Linked DNA regions of Mus musculus: region 2 is linked to region 1. The links are chromatin contacts, called in public HiChIP or PLAC-seq maps. All regions are on one chromosome and are shown on one strand. The core of a region is the stretch at or near the end of the contact, and the rest is flanking DNA. Distances in the headings are between cores, read along the strand shown. Region 1 holds the start of Eif2ak3 (eukaryotic translation initiation factor 2 alpha kinase 3). Region 2 holds the start of Chmp3 (charged multivesicular body protein 3).

Evidence for each region. HiChIP or PLAC-seq counts read pairs in DNA pulled down with a chosen protein or histone mark.
Region 2: a contact with region 1 is called in a FOXA1 HiChIP or PLAC-seq map of pancreatic cancer cells. The contact joins the promoter of Chmp3 here to the promoter of Eif2ak3 in region 1. A contact is called at or near these places in 2 of 115 datasets of contacts at active chromatin or transcription factors (extraembryonic endoderm stem cells and pancreatic cancer cells).

Annotation. Positions count from the first base shown.
Region 1 is chr6:70,842,480-70,846,485 of GRCm38.p6, reverse strand. It overlaps Eif2ak3 (eukaryotic translation initiation factor 2 alpha kinase 3), which reads right to left and starts at 1,971. Exons shown (of 17, transcript NM_010121.3): 1 at 1,465-1,971. The coding sequence starts at 1,760.
Region 2 is chr6:71,541,548-71,545,479 of GRCm38.p6, reverse strand. It overlaps Chmp3 (charged multivesicular body protein 3), which reads right to left and starts at 1,628. Exons shown (of 6, transcript NM_025783.4): 1 at 1,447-1,628. The coding sequence starts at 1,491.

The DNA of each region.
Region 1 (4,006 bases), core at 722-3,221:
CACACACACACGCACACACGCACACACGCTCCCCAAAATGGTCTCAATATAATTTCCAACCCCCATTCTTCTTGCTGTCTTAAGTCCACCATCTATCAGAATTCTACCCATTTTTAAGAACCAAATCATTCTGTCACAGCCATTTCTTATCTATAAACCTACCTCATCCCTTGCCTTACACAGCATACACCAGCAAACTGTGCATCACCCATGACAGTTCCTTTGTACTGCTTTCTACTGTTCATTTGAACCGCCCTACAGTTAGGACCTTCTGCTTCATCCCGATTGCTGGATTGACTGCGTATTCCTTCCAAGAGCAGAGGCTTCCTGCTCTACCTCCATAACCCCAGGGGTTCTGCTCAGCTTTAGAAAGTCCCTGCTGCTGCAGGTGTGTGTTCTAAGGAAAACAGAATAGTTCTCTCTACTTCGTGTAATTTACTCTTCACAGCTGTTTCACTCATCTAGGAGAGTTCATACATTCGCAAATAGATGAAATTGTATTCTTTATTACTTAAACATTCTTAAATATAACTATTCAAATGGTGTATGGAGAATTTTAGGGCTTGCCCTGTTTATTTCTGGTAATCACTGGGTACCTAGATCAAGGTTCTGATACTTTTTATAATCTATAACTACTATGTTACAAACTTAGATATGTTCTAATTTAGATGCAGCTCTTAATTTACCTAATGCTCTTTTAGCATTCTTTCTATTAAATAGTGCCACTTTCTCCACACATGCTATCTGAAAAATACTTTATTAAAGTATTTTACATTCTGTGCAGACTTTGAAAATTGCTTTAAAACTTGTCTCTTGAATTTGTATGTTTATAAGGCTAAGAAATCCAACTGAAATAAACTATGCTAACCCCCTTTAAATATCAAAAAGCTGCTAGGATAAAAGAACCCAAGCACACTCCTTAAACTTTAACCTCTAAGTGTGTTCGGAGCTCTTGAGAGTGCTTGTTCTTACCCAGAAAAGGTCTGGTTTAGTAAAACCGGGGCGGAGCCTAGAAAACTGTCCATTTAACCAGCATCCCCCTGGTAATTCTGATGCAGGTGTTCCCGCATATCTCAATTAGAGAAACAGAAAATCAAAACCCTCGACCAGGAGCCACAACAGACTTGTATTTGAAGGATAAATGTAGGCATCTCTTTTGAAAGTCGTTTTACCTGTCGCAACAGAATCAGGACAGAACGAGTCAAGTATTTGGGAATGGGAGTGTAAAGTGCATATGGTTAAAGCCCGAAAACAATGAAAGCGGGGAAGTGACTTTCTTCCCTAAGCCGGGTGTTGCATTCTCCAGGCATCCCTCATCCTCCTTTAAAGATGCTGTTGCCCTCCCACAGCCAGGACCAGGCAGGCGCTCAGAGTGGGACAGGAAGGTGTCGCGGCTCTCTGCTTTGTCCGCAGTCACTCGCATCCCTGCGAGAGGTGCCCCGACCCTAGTTCCCAACCTCTCACCTGCCGCGAGGCCGCAGTTCCACGTCGTCATCGGGCTCCGTCGCGCGTGACTCCGGTTCGCCAGCGGCAGCCGGCAATGCCTCGGCGTCCTCCACGGTCACTTCGGCCGTTGCCACCGCAGGCACCCGCGCGGCCGAAGTCGGGGCGGCCGCTGCCCCTAAGCCAAACACTGTCTCCGACGCGGGAGCAAGCAAACTGCGGGCGGGCGCGACCGCCGAGATCCCCGCCGCGCAGCCCAGCAGCAGGAACAGAAGCAGCAGCAGCGCGCGCGGCCCGGGCCGGGTGGCGCGCTCCATCAGCGGCCCGCCCCACGCGCGGGCATGGAGACCCTGCCGTCGGCGCCCGCCCGTCTCGCCGCTCGGAGCCTCGGAGCACTGCGAGCGCGCGCCACGGACCCCGCCGCCTCTCGACTTCGCGCCGCAGCAGCAGAGCTGCCCGGCCACGTCTCAGCCACTGCCACCTGAGTGACAGCCTTGTGCAGACATCGCCCATTGAGCGAGGGTTCCGTGCGTCTGCTCTGCGATTGGTTGCGCGCCTTGCCACTCCGAGCCAGGCAGACGCGTTCCTTGTTGTCAACATTATACCTACCAATCAAATTGTAGTTTTCCCTGTGGCAGTCCGGCCCTTTTCCGGGAACGACGGCCAATGAGAAATGCCCCTCCCCAGAGTCTTCTTAGGCGATTGGTGAATCATTTCAGTTCCCTAATGCCACTTCTGGAACGGATTGGTCCATTCCCTGATTGGCCTCGCCCCTCAAAGTGAGGCGCTGGGAAAAGCTTGGAGATTATTGGTGAAAGTGGATGCTCCTCAAAGGCCTGAGCTAACTGCTTCTTGATTGGTTGGAAGCGGCACTTAGTACGTGGCCGATTCTGAGTGTGAAGAGGACCGTCCCCTGTGAAAGGAAGAAGAGTGGAAAGGAGTCCCGGGTGGCCGGGAGGTGGCTGATCTTAAAGGGATAGATGCTTTTGCTATTCCCAAGCCGAATTTATTTGGAAAGAAGGGATGAGAGTTGGGGGAAAGTGACTGCACAGGTCATGTGTCCTTAGAAGTTCAGGAGTTGCCCAATTTGTGGCTAGGAAGGTATTAAGAATTACAATTACAGCTTTGATAGAGATGACAGTGATCTGTAGAACAGATAACCCAGAGCGCCCGGAACGCCTCTTAACCTGTTTATAAAGGAGGATCCCAGGCCTGGCGCACTTGAAGTAATCTGCACAAGGTCACACAGTCACAAAAATTTATTAAGTCTCCCGGTTGGTTTGGCATGCTTTACACTGCCCTCAGGAGAAATAGAACGACAACGACCAAAGTGGGGAAGGTTCAAATGTTTGACCAAAGCGTTTAAAATTCTCTTAAAGTAGTTGCGAATACCCTGAAGATTTCAGAGCTGGTGTGTGGAAGAGTAAGAAGTTGCATCCTTCAGCAGTGTACTCAGAACACCAACCAAACACTGGGAAGATTTTTAATGATGTTGGCAGTTTGTGTACGCTGGTCTCCATCTGCATGAAGCACACTTAATTTCCACTCAGCCCCAATCCCTATAAACCCATTTCTCCCTTTAGTTCTCACCACATTCCTTCTCTCTTCTGTACAACAAATCTCTAAAGCGCCTTGTCTTCCTGTCCTCTCTCATCTCACACACACTGCACAGGCATTAGTATTCCTCAGCTCCACCCAGATTGCTCTGATTCACTCACATGGTTTTAATAAATTCGAAGAGGAGTCCCGTTTTTCCTCCTAAGTGTCCTCCACTGTGGAACTCAGCCTTTCCTCTATGAGACATTTTGTCCCTTGTTTTCCTGCTTCCCTACAGGGCAGGATATGACCTTCAACTTACCCTGTGTTGCTTAGGATGAAAGCCAAGGACCGGAAGTTCTTGCCCTGTATATTAATTCTCCAGGGCTGTCATAGCAAATTCCCTCTAGCATATGTGTTCTAGAGGCTAGAATTCCTCCATCGGGAGCCATCAGAATCGAGTTCTTCTGAGGCCCCTTTTGGTTTGTTAGATGGCTACTCTATTGCTTCTTCATGTGAACTTTCCTCTGCTCATATGGTCCCTTTCTCTTTTTATTTATTTTTAAAGATTCCATTTTAAGCTCGTATGTATACTGGTACTGTTGTGTCTGGAAGAAACTCTTCCCTTGGAGTTACCTGCTACCTATGACTCTGACAATCTTCCCATCTTTTCTGTGCAAAACACAGCCTTGTGGGGAGAGGTTTGATACAGATATCCTATTTAGGACTGAGAGCTCCAGAGTACCCAACTTTCTGTATATTGTTCAGTTGAGGATCTCTTTGTTAATTTCTGTCTTTATTGCAAGAAGCCGCTTCTCTGATGAGGGTGAATGGTGCTCTACTGACGATATAGCAATATGTCATCAGTAGTCGCTTTATTGCTATGTCCTTATAACAATAATAATAGTAGATTTGCCCCTAAGTATGTGACTGTCTAGTTTCAGGTTTTCACTACAATGTCAGCATCAGCTATGGGTTCTACCTTATGGAGTGGGCCTTAAATCCAATCAAAAAGTGATTGGCCACT
Region 2 (3,932 bases), core at 379-2,878, 700 kb before region 1:
GAACATTATGTAGACCATTTTGTGGTATTTGTATACTCTTCTTGAAGATAAGTAAATCATTACTAGTGTGTGGCTTTAGCTTTGTCATCCATAAGTTGAGATAGTCTAAAGAAAACAGTCTTATTACTATTTAAACTTATGCCTGGTATGTACATTACTCGTTTAACGTTTCCATTATTTTAAATAATAAGTGTCATTGCTAAGAATGTAATGTCAATTTCTCCTCTAGTAAAGTACCCCTCTTAAAAAAAAAAAAAAAAAAGAACACGCACCGGAAAATGGCAACGTTAATTAGACTGGCTTGACAGCTACACTTCCATAAGTGAACTAAAGGTTTAGAAGGACAAGTTTGAGTGCTGTAGAAACAGTGCTTCTCAAAGGTCAAGGCACATTCTAACCACTCGGGATAGTCATAATTTAAATCTGATTTAGTAGGTCTGGAATGGGACCCCACAAGTGCTATGTGCTGGGAGCTGGTACTGTTGGTGCGACTACTGGTGGTCAGTAATAAGGCTGGGTGTGTAAAGAATGCACCTTCACGCTGGGCGGTGGTGGCGCATGCCTTTAATCCCAGCACTTGGGAGGCAGAGGCAGGCGGATTTCTGAGTTCGAGGCCAGCCTGGTCTACAAAGAGAGTTCCAGGACAGCCAGGTCTACACAGAGAAACCCTGTCTCGAAAAAAACAAAAACAAAACAAAAAAAAGAATGCACCTTCACTACCACTACTAGCTCAAACTTCACATCCTTCAATGGTCAATTACTGCGGTAGCACTCTTCCTACTTGACATAGGAGAAGTCTCGGACAAGTTTTTCGAGATCAGAGAGCCGAGACGTCTAAAAGTAGGACTCAAACTTAGGCGGCTGATACTTGGTTTCTAAAATAACTCAATTGATAGGCAGATCTAAGGATTCAGAGTAGGATCCGAACTGTTTTCGGTAGCATCCTTATGGGTAGGGCCTGAGAGAACTGAGCTTCTAGAATAAACACAAGTCGGGCTTCCCTGCACACAGAGGAGAGCGAGAAAAGGACCTGCCTGGCAGGTGCCTGGACTTTTTGGGGGCTCCGACCCGGTTCACCGCACACAACCTTCCGGTCTAGGGCAAGTCCTCCGGGTGGTCTGCAGGCCGGCGCGGGGGCGGGGCTTGCGCAGGAGAAAGGTTCCGGGCGGCCCGTACCACCGCGCGCAGGGGAGAGAGTGCTTCCTCGGGGCCCGGCGGCGTGGCGCCTCCAGCGCCTGGGGGCGAGGCCGAGGTGCTCCTAACCAGGCCCTACACACCCGGGTCGGACGCCGAGCGGCCAAGGCGCGCTTCTCCTCACATCCCAATCCTAAACTCTTCCCTCGGCCCCTCGGCAGAGTGGAAGGCCCCGGAAATAGGGGCCAGCCTGAGAGCGCAGCTGGCTGTTCCCACCTCCGCTGCGGAGCTTCCCCGGTCGCTGGCCCTTACCAGCTCTTTGGGAGGCTTCTCCTGGGTTTTTCCAAAGAGTCCCATGATGAACTGAACTCCTCTTACCCCTTCCGACTTTCCGTTCCCTGCGCCCAGGCAGGTCACGGGCAGCCGCCTGGGCGGGGCTGGGAGGAAGGGAATCAGACGCCCAGAGAAGGGCGCGGCGGCAGCAGGGCTAGTACGCACGCGCGCGGCGCAGGCGCAGAGTTAAGTTGGGTGGGGTTCTACAGTGTGGATGACACCATTGCTCATAAGGGAGCTTAAGTGAAGTATAGAAGTAACTCTTAAGATATTTATTGCCTACACCCAAAACCTGTCAGCTAGCCCAGAAATATATATCTCAACGCTGTCACGCATATTTACAACCACTTCCCAGATATTTGTGGATGGGTTTCTCTTTGGGTCCGTAGTCACCTCACAGACTGCAAATCTACACACCTACTCGAAAACTTGACATCGCCTTCTTTCCCCTTTGTAGGAAGTCTTAAAAGTTCTAGCAGTGATCTTATGCTGAAGCTGGAGAAGAAGGGATTGATTCAACAGATTATAACATTTGTTTCGCTTGTAAGATTAAGGTTAAACAGACCTGCACGAGTCAGCTGAAACTAACTTTTAAAGAAGAGATAACAAAAGACTTGCATTCTGCACACATTAAAGAAATGGATTCATAGACAAGGAACTGTGCAAGGAAACTTGGGCCCCTGGAAGAACAGGAAGCCACTTCTACAGCCTCATCTTACCTTTAAAAAACAAACACCGGGGAAATCTTTTTTAAAAAAAACCCTATTTTCTTTACTGAAACTTTAATGATAAACATAAATATTCTCTAATGGAACAGAGGCAACCTGGGTCCATTGTCTATTCCCTCTGGGAAGGAACCAGTTAGTATATCTTACAGTTAAGTCTGCATATGTTCTGGCTTTCATATCATAGCTTTCTATAAATTGTAATATGGCCACTGGCTGGGTGGAGAGGAAATCAGACTCCTAATTTTCTTTATTATTTTTAAAATGTTATTGTTGGAGAATTTCATTCATGAATGTGATATGTTGTCCACATCCATTCCTCTGACTCTTCCCTTGGCCTTTACTGATTTTTGTTTCCTAATCTCTTTTAAAACACAAAGGAACTAAACTGGCATACTTATGGCACCTGCCATCCACTTTGCCCATTTTAATTCACACTTTCACCCGGGTGGGCACCAGGTACGAACATGAAGCGTTCTGTGCCTGGCTGTGCTGCGTCTTCAGGTGGATGCTGAATTCCTTCTGAGCTTTGGCCTTCCTTGTGTTTTGTCAATGGTCCATTGGTTTATTCTGAACTGGTTGGATACCCTGTTATTTTGTTCTCATGCAGAGGGAGGGTTTGTTTACTTTTGTTTGTTTTCAGAGTATTTGTTTATTTGCTACCAAGCCAGCCCTTTCCTCCTACCACTCCAACAACTAATTCTCCTTGCTTTTAGCAAACTTGCCTCTTTTAATTTAGAAAGTCTGATCATAAAGACACTATAGATAAGAGGTATTCTCATATCGGGGTACTCGAACACAACAAAGGGAGGGTCAGAAGAATCTCCCCAGCACAAGCAGTAGCCTCAAAGAGAAGCCCAAGACAACAAGTCCCAACTCTGGTTAAAAGCTCAGTTGGAAAGACCCACATAGGGGATGACCACATTGTCTTCAGCCCTTCTACGTTCCATTAAATTTACAGGATAAATCTAAGTCACTGTTATAGAGAATGTCTCATGCATTGTATAGATGCATCACATGTCAATTAAGAAAAAACCTATAGCATATAGGAAAGAGTAGGATAGACTGTGGGACATTCTGGAGGCAGAAGGAATTCTGGGATAGAGCCAGGCAGGGGAGATTCACCTGGGAAGATGTGACCAAACTGCTTCATAGTAACTGAGCACAGGTAACCAGCCACATGGCAGAATATGTGTTAAAAATAATTGGGTTATTTTAATTTATGATCTACTCAGAAGAGAGCCTAGCAATATGGCCAAGGTATGTGTGAATATTTTTGAGTCTGAGTCTTTATTTCTGGGCACATAGAGCTGGGAGGAAGAACTGGATCTAACTTCTACACACTGCGGGAAGAAGTGACCTTAGGGTGAGACCCACCTCAGCTGTTATTATAACTGATGCAGAAGTCTCATCCAAAATACAGGCCTGTCCAACTAGCATGAAGGATTATAAGTTTCAGGGAAGAAGGGGGAAAAAAAACACTAAAATGAGAAGCAGAAATTCAAAGAAGAAGGAAGTATTTGGTTAAAAGCTGCCATTTGGTACTCTAGGATGTTTGTGTTTGAGTATTATGTCAATTTAAATCAATTGTTTTAAAAACTGAGGAATGAGAGAACATGTGATAGTCTCTCCTGATTTCACTCTCAGAAGTTCTAGGCAATAGCACTAAACACAGACAGACTACACTGATTAAAGTTTAGGAGCATCCAAGAAAGGAAAAGAGATTCATAGCAGAGCTTT